Regions from separate parts of the Sus scrofa genome. Here region 1 is linked to region 2. A link is a contact called in public promoter capture Hi-C data. All regions are on one chromosome and are shown on one strand. The core of a region is the stretch at or near the end of the contact, and the rest is flanking DNA. Distances in the headings are between cores, read along the strand shown.

Region 1 (2,986 bases), core at 190-2,689, 930 kb before region 2:
GGAAATATATACAAATATCCCTCCAAATTGTCCTTCAAAAGGAAACTAGGGTGATTCTTGTCTTTCCTAAATTGGGGGTGGCTGCTGGGGGTGATAACTCCTTCATGTCCACCTTGCACAGCCAACCTGCACCTGCGTGCAAGCTGACTGAGCTATGGAGGCTTTGGGAAAAGCCTTGAGGCAGAAATACTGATGCTGGCTAGGCTTGGAGGGGGGAAGGTATCAGGGCTCATAGGAATTTTCTGTCCACATTGACAACTGAAGTCCGGATGTGCCAAGCAGATGTGGCACAGGGCACCAAGAGCATTTGATATGTCTGGCCAATCAGATTCTTTCCTGGGAATGCGAATTGAGGCCAAAAGAATCAGTGTTCATAGAACCACTGGACCTGTAACATATAAGCCATACGACCATACTGGTGCTCTGACTGAGGATAGGAAGGATTGTTACTTGTAATACTCTGACCAACAAGACAGAGTCAGCCTCACAAAAAGATGAATCTTATAGTTTCCACACATGGGTTTCAGTCATATCATTACTTTTTGTCTCCTCCCAAAGTCCACAACCCCCAACAAAATGACGGCTAACTGCCATTATTTCATTAGTTTCATTTTGTCCCTTTTAAGATAGTGATAAGTCACCCCATTAGATTCTTTGTCAGACTCTCTTGTCACACCCTGAAATCAGGCAGTTGACTTGCAGGAGACTCTTGTGCCAGGTGGACACCTAAGGGGCCTCAGCCATGGGGATTCAGCTTGGCCTGGGCGCTTTAGAAAGGACAAGTGTTGGAGTTCCTGTCATGGCTGAGCGGCTAAGGAATCTGACTAGCATCCATGAGAATGCAGGTTAGATCCCTGGCCTTACTCAGTGGAGTGGGTTAAAGGTCCAGCTTTGCTGTGGCTGTGGTGTAGACCAGTGGCTATAGCTCTGATTCGACCCCTAGCCTGGGAACCTCCACATACCATGGGTGAGGCCTTGAAAGAACAAAAGAAAGAAAGAAGGAAAGAAGAAGGGAAGGAAGGAAAGAAATTAAGAAAGAAAGAAAGAAAGAGAAAGAAAGAAAGAAAGAAAGAAAGAAAGAAAGAAAGAAAGAAAAAGAAAGAAAGAAAGAAAGAAAGAAAGAAAGAAAGAAAGAAAGAAAGAAAGAAAGAAAGAAAGGTGGGAGGGAGGGAGGGAAGGAAGGAAGGAAAGAAAGAAAGGAAGAAAGGAAGAAAGAAAGTGTTGAAGAGCTTGCTATTTGTGAGTTCCAAGTCTGCATATCTGTGAAACCCAACATCAGTTCTGTTAGATTTAATCATAAGACGTTGCTAATAGTTAACTATTTTTTAACTTATAACAACTGCGGTTTCATATGGTTTAATCTAGTCTAAGCAGCACAGGACACAGGCAGGAGTTGTTTTTATTTGATCCTCAGCCCGCTGGGTTTTGGAGCTTAGCTATAAAGACAAACATTGTCTGAGCGTATGTTTTAAAGTCCACACACCTTAAAATCAGATGCGTTAAACATCTACGTACCTTGGCCCTTCAAACTTGTGCCATGTTCTAGTAACAATGTCTAAGGAGAGGGTATTGGGCAGGATATAGGGTAAGCTGCCATAACAGGGCCTCAAAAACAGTGGCATAAACAAGAAAGAAGTTTAAGTTCTTGCTTATGTAATAATCCAGGCCTTGTACGACAGTCCCTGTTGGGGACTTGGGCACCTCCCGTTTTATTGCTTCACCACCCCTAAGGGGGTGGCTTGGTCTGTGTGGTGCCAAACGCATCCTTGTTCTAGGCATCAGAATGAGGAAGGAGGAAAAGACAGCATTCCCCATGCCGCTGCCCCACCCCGCTGCCCCACCCACACCCACACCCACTTAAGGGTATGACCCCGAATTTGCATATATCACTTCTGTGCACATTGTACAGCCCAGCACTTAGTCACATGATCATATCTAGCTCCAGCAAAGCTGGGAAATGTGGTCTTTATTTGGGTGGCCATGTGCCCAGATAAAATTTCAATTATTATGGCAGTGAAGGAGAACAGATAATTTGAGGCACAGCTAGTGTTGCAAAGGGAAATAAAGGATGACTTATGATATTTGAGCTTGAAGTAATGAAGTAGATGGTTCTCTTGAAGGCACAGAGCTGCCGAGCTTGTATACGGCAGTTCTCTTAGCTCAAGGGGTTTGAGGATGAGAACAATAGGATCAAGGTCTGTCTCTGATTGTAGCCCACTCTGTTGGTGGTCTACCCAATAGCCATTCCCCAGCTCCCTCCTGGAGGACAAAACTCTGATTTTATTTTATTTTTTTATTTTTGTCTTTTTGCCTTTTCTAGGGCCGCTCCCACGGCATATGGAGATTCCTAGGCCAGGGGTCGAATCAGAGCTGCAGCCACCGGCCTACGCCAGAGCCACAGCAACTCGGGATCCGAGCCGCGTCTGCGACCTACACCACAGCTCATGGCAACGCCGGATCCTTAACCCACTGAGCAAGGCCAGGGATTGAACCCACAACCTCATGGTTCCTAGTCGGATTCGTTAACCACTGCACCACGACGGGAACACCAAAACTCTGATTTTAAACAGCCTTTTCCAAGCAGATGTGTATTGCATGGGTCCCTTTGCAGCCCCTAGGGTGAGTCTTAAATTGTATAAGTTAATGTTTTTCAAACTTTTATTTTTTATTTATTTATTTATTTATTTTGCCTTTTTGCCTTTTTCCAGGGCTGCTCCTGCGGCATATGGAGGTTCCCAGGCTAGGGGTCGAATTGGAGCTGTAGCCGCCGGCCTACCCCAGGGCCACAGCAACACCGGATCCAAGCCACATCTGCGACCTACACCACAGCTCACGGCAACTCTGGATCCTTAACCCACTGAGCAAGGCCAGGGATCGAACCCGCAACCTCATGGTTCCTAGTCGGTTTCGTTAAGCACTGTGCCACGACAGGAACTCCAATGTTTTTCAAACTTTTAAACCAATACCCACATAGGAACTACATTTT
Region 2 (3,223 bases), core at 187-2,686:
GGATTCCAAAAAAAAGGGGTGCTTAATCTAAGACAAGTTACCAAATTAAAAGTGAACAAAAGCACAAAGTTTTCTTTTAATTTTAAAAGTGGTATGTGTGTTTTATAGCATCCCGTTTGTCAGAGAAACAGGGCCCTGTCTTGTTCACTGCCGTCACCTCAGGGCCCACTTCCTTCTGCATTCCTGCATGTCGGGACTCAGACAATACCAACAGATCTGAGTGAATGTCAATGCTTTTCCTCTAATCTTTTTTTTTTTTTTTTTTGCTTTTTAGGGCTGCACCTTTGGCATACGGAGGTTCTCAGGCTAGGGGTCGAATCAGAGCTACAGCTGCCAGCCTACAGCACAGCCACTGGAACTTGGGATCCGAGTCATGCCTACAACCTACACACAGCTCACAACAACACCAGATCCTTAACACTGAGCAACGACAGGGATCGAACCCACAACCTCATGGTTCCTAGTTGGATTTGTTTCTGCTGTGCCACAACTTCAAATCTTATTTTCAAAATGTATTCTCTAAGTATTTAAAACATAAACAAACCATACAACCTGGATTACACTATTTATCTCATGTCCCACATTGAAAAAACTACCACATGGTGAGGTTCTTTCCCTTCATTCTGAAATATTCTTTAGTATTCCACATATTTATTTAACCATTATCCTACAGCTGGAAGAAACTCTCCATCTATCTCTAAGACTTGGATAACAGGGTGGACCTCATAGTATGAATCAATGATCACACTTGTTTGTATAAAGCAGCAGATAAGTAATGCCACTTCCTATGTGGTGACCATACGGCCATGTAAGATATCTCTTTCACAGAAGAGGAACTGAAGGGAGAGGCTCAAGGTCATAGAGTTGGTGGCACAGAGATTTGGCCTTCAGGTGCCCCATATACCACTTCTCCTAGAGTTTGGCAGGGAAAAAAAGTAACATGTATACCCCATTGAGAATTTTAACTAGCATGCTACCTCTGAGCTACAATTCCGTACTGTGTGCACTTAGAGGAAAGAAAAAGAGGTGGGAGAAACCATAGCCCCTAAGATTTAGTTTAATACCAAATCACTAGATTAATATTCTGAGATCCAAGAGGTTCTTAGAGGCAAAACCGTACCACGTACAACTCCTCTGCTTCTGCCTCTTGGCAAAACCAGCCAACGCTTCCCCGTTTACTTCATCTGCACTTTTAACCATCCGGTTTTCAATTTGTGCCCCCTTCTTCTAACCTGACACCAGGAGATCAGACCTTCCCACTTCAGAAAGACCTTCCCTTTTCTGCTTTGAAAAAGGGCTTGTGACAAAGTAACAAGCTTCCTGTGATTACCAAAGGCTAGTCACTGTTTAACCAACCCAGGGAGCCAGGTACTGTGCACTCTGAGAATGAATGTTACACACTCCACCCACTTGAGTGGGTGGGGCTGGTTCTTTGACCCATGCAGTAGCTACAAGAATAGCAATGTGCTCTGGAGTTACATTGTAGGGAAAGCACAGACTGCACTACCTTACACTTTCTCTCCCTCCCAAGGAGTTTTTTTTTTTTTTTTTTTTTTTAGGGCCCCACCTGGGGCATACAGAAGTTACCCTATGGCAACTCTGGATCCTCAACTCAATGAGTGAGGGTGGGGATTGAACCCGTGTCCTCATGGATACTAGTTGGGTTTATAACCCGCTGAGCCACAAAAGGAACTCCCCAAGCCACAACAGGAACTGCACCTAGATCTTGAAAGGGAGAGGACTGTCTAGGGAGAATGATCACACAATTTTTTAGTTGTGTCTTCAAATGTTCAACGGTGCTTTCCGGGTAGCTGTCTTACAGTTAATCTAAAGCAGGACCACCTTAACTGCCACTTATTTCTTCTTGATCTTCATCTGGTAAAGAGAAGAGTGACCCAGTATCATTTATATAATAATCCTTCAACTACTTAAAAAAGTAGGTCTTCCTTCCCAAGCTTTTCAGGTAATATAAGCCTGAATACAAATTCTCTAAACCATTCTTCTTCCCTTGAATTTATGGCACAAAACAATTACATACGAAGAAGTTAAAGGAAATAATTGCCTATGGCTCTTGGTATTCTGTTTGGTTAAAGTCAATTTTAGTTTTTAGACCAAAAATTTATTGAGATTTTAATCACATTCTTTTGTGAACAGCCTTTTCATTACCTCAATTTTAAATAAGTCAAAAGCTACTTCTCTTAGTCAGAAAGAAAAAAAGAAATGGCTATATCTTCCTTCACCAGATTAAGGAGAACATACTTTGTTAAAACTAAAAGATATTTGAAAACTGATTCAGGAACTGAGTCATACTTCCTGCTTTGAGTCCCAACCACAACGTGCACACACTGGTGTAATAGCATTTTCTTTCTTCCATAAATGGCGCTCCCCAGAGCAAATACAGTTCAACAGGAACCAAACCTGCTACTTTAGCTATTGAAGGAAACCAGTGAATAAAGCATGGCCATCGAAAGTTTCATAATGCATGGACACCCTTTCTTATTTCCCCTAAAGTAGTCGTAGGGAAGAAGGGATACTTAAAGAGGCCAGCTCTAAAGAACATTGAAAAATTTAAACGGCAGATTTGTGTCTCTATTTTCAGAATGAGAAATTAAGATTATAAACTTTAAACAGGCCAGAATTTATATATCTGCTTCATAACATTACAGAAACAGAACAGAACCCATCTCAGTCTTGCGATAGCTATCTTTGTATTGGTCAAAGTCCTCTTTGCTACATTTTTTGAGAACTAAAATTGTTTTTGTTTTCATTGGTTAGAGAACATCTTTATTTCTCCAGAACAAAAAGCAGGCAAACAAAGAGCCAAGATCTTTTGGGGGACACACCCTTTTTTAAAATAGGACTATGGGAAAACAGAATCAAGAGCTCCTGGTCAGGTGAGCAAGCTATCCAGAGTGGCCAGTGCTGCCAGTGGAAATGACTCAGGGCCATGGAGCTTCTAGGACTGGCAAGCTGCCAAGAAAAGGTGAGGCAGAAACAAGAGTCCCAAGGAAAAGCAATGTGGAACTTACCTCATCAGCACCATGTGCCTGAAGTTCCTTGTAGAATTTCAAAGAAATACTGACCATTACTTTCGTTTTGTCTCCATTAGGATTTGAAATATGATAGAGGACTCCATCAAAATCTGCGAGGAAAGCAAGTAAGATTGCTTAACTTGGGAATAATCTCTTAAAGTGCCCACCTACCTGTTGCAGAGCACGAGGAA

What was found. Promoter capture Hi-C pulls out the DNA fragments that hold promoters and counts their contacts.
Region 1: a promoter capture Hi-C map of liver shows a contact between it and region 2, with 3 times the contacts expected there. The contact joins two enhancer-like sites. A contact is called at or near these places in 1 of 5 promoter capture datasets (liver) and 1 of 2 datasets of contacts at active chromatin or transcription factors (alveolar macrophages).

What each region holds. Positions count from the first base shown.
Region 1 is chr15:121,236,919-121,239,904 of Sscrofa11.1, reverse strand. No RefSeq gene overlaps it. Among named protein-coding and RNA genes, the nearest start is that of ZFAND2B, 4.7 kb to the left of the region's middle. Within about 2 kb of position 1,439, at least 9 of the 83 cell types and tissues checked have an H3K27ac peak or open chromatin away from gene starts, as enhancers often do. A contact at or near this core is called in alveolar macrophages and liver, where this site is marked.
Region 2 is chr15:120,307,439-120,310,661 of Sscrofa11.1, reverse strand. ARPC2 (actin related protein 2/3 complex subunit 2) reads right to left here. Exons shown (of 11, transcript NM_001190239.1): 4 at 3,030-3,142. Among named protein-coding and RNA genes, the nearest start is that of ARPC2, 12 kb to the right of the region's middle. Within about 2 kb of position 1,436, at least 40 of the 83 cell types and tissues checked have an H3K27ac peak or open chromatin away from gene starts, as enhancers often do. A contact at or near this core is called in alveolar macrophages and liver, where this site is marked.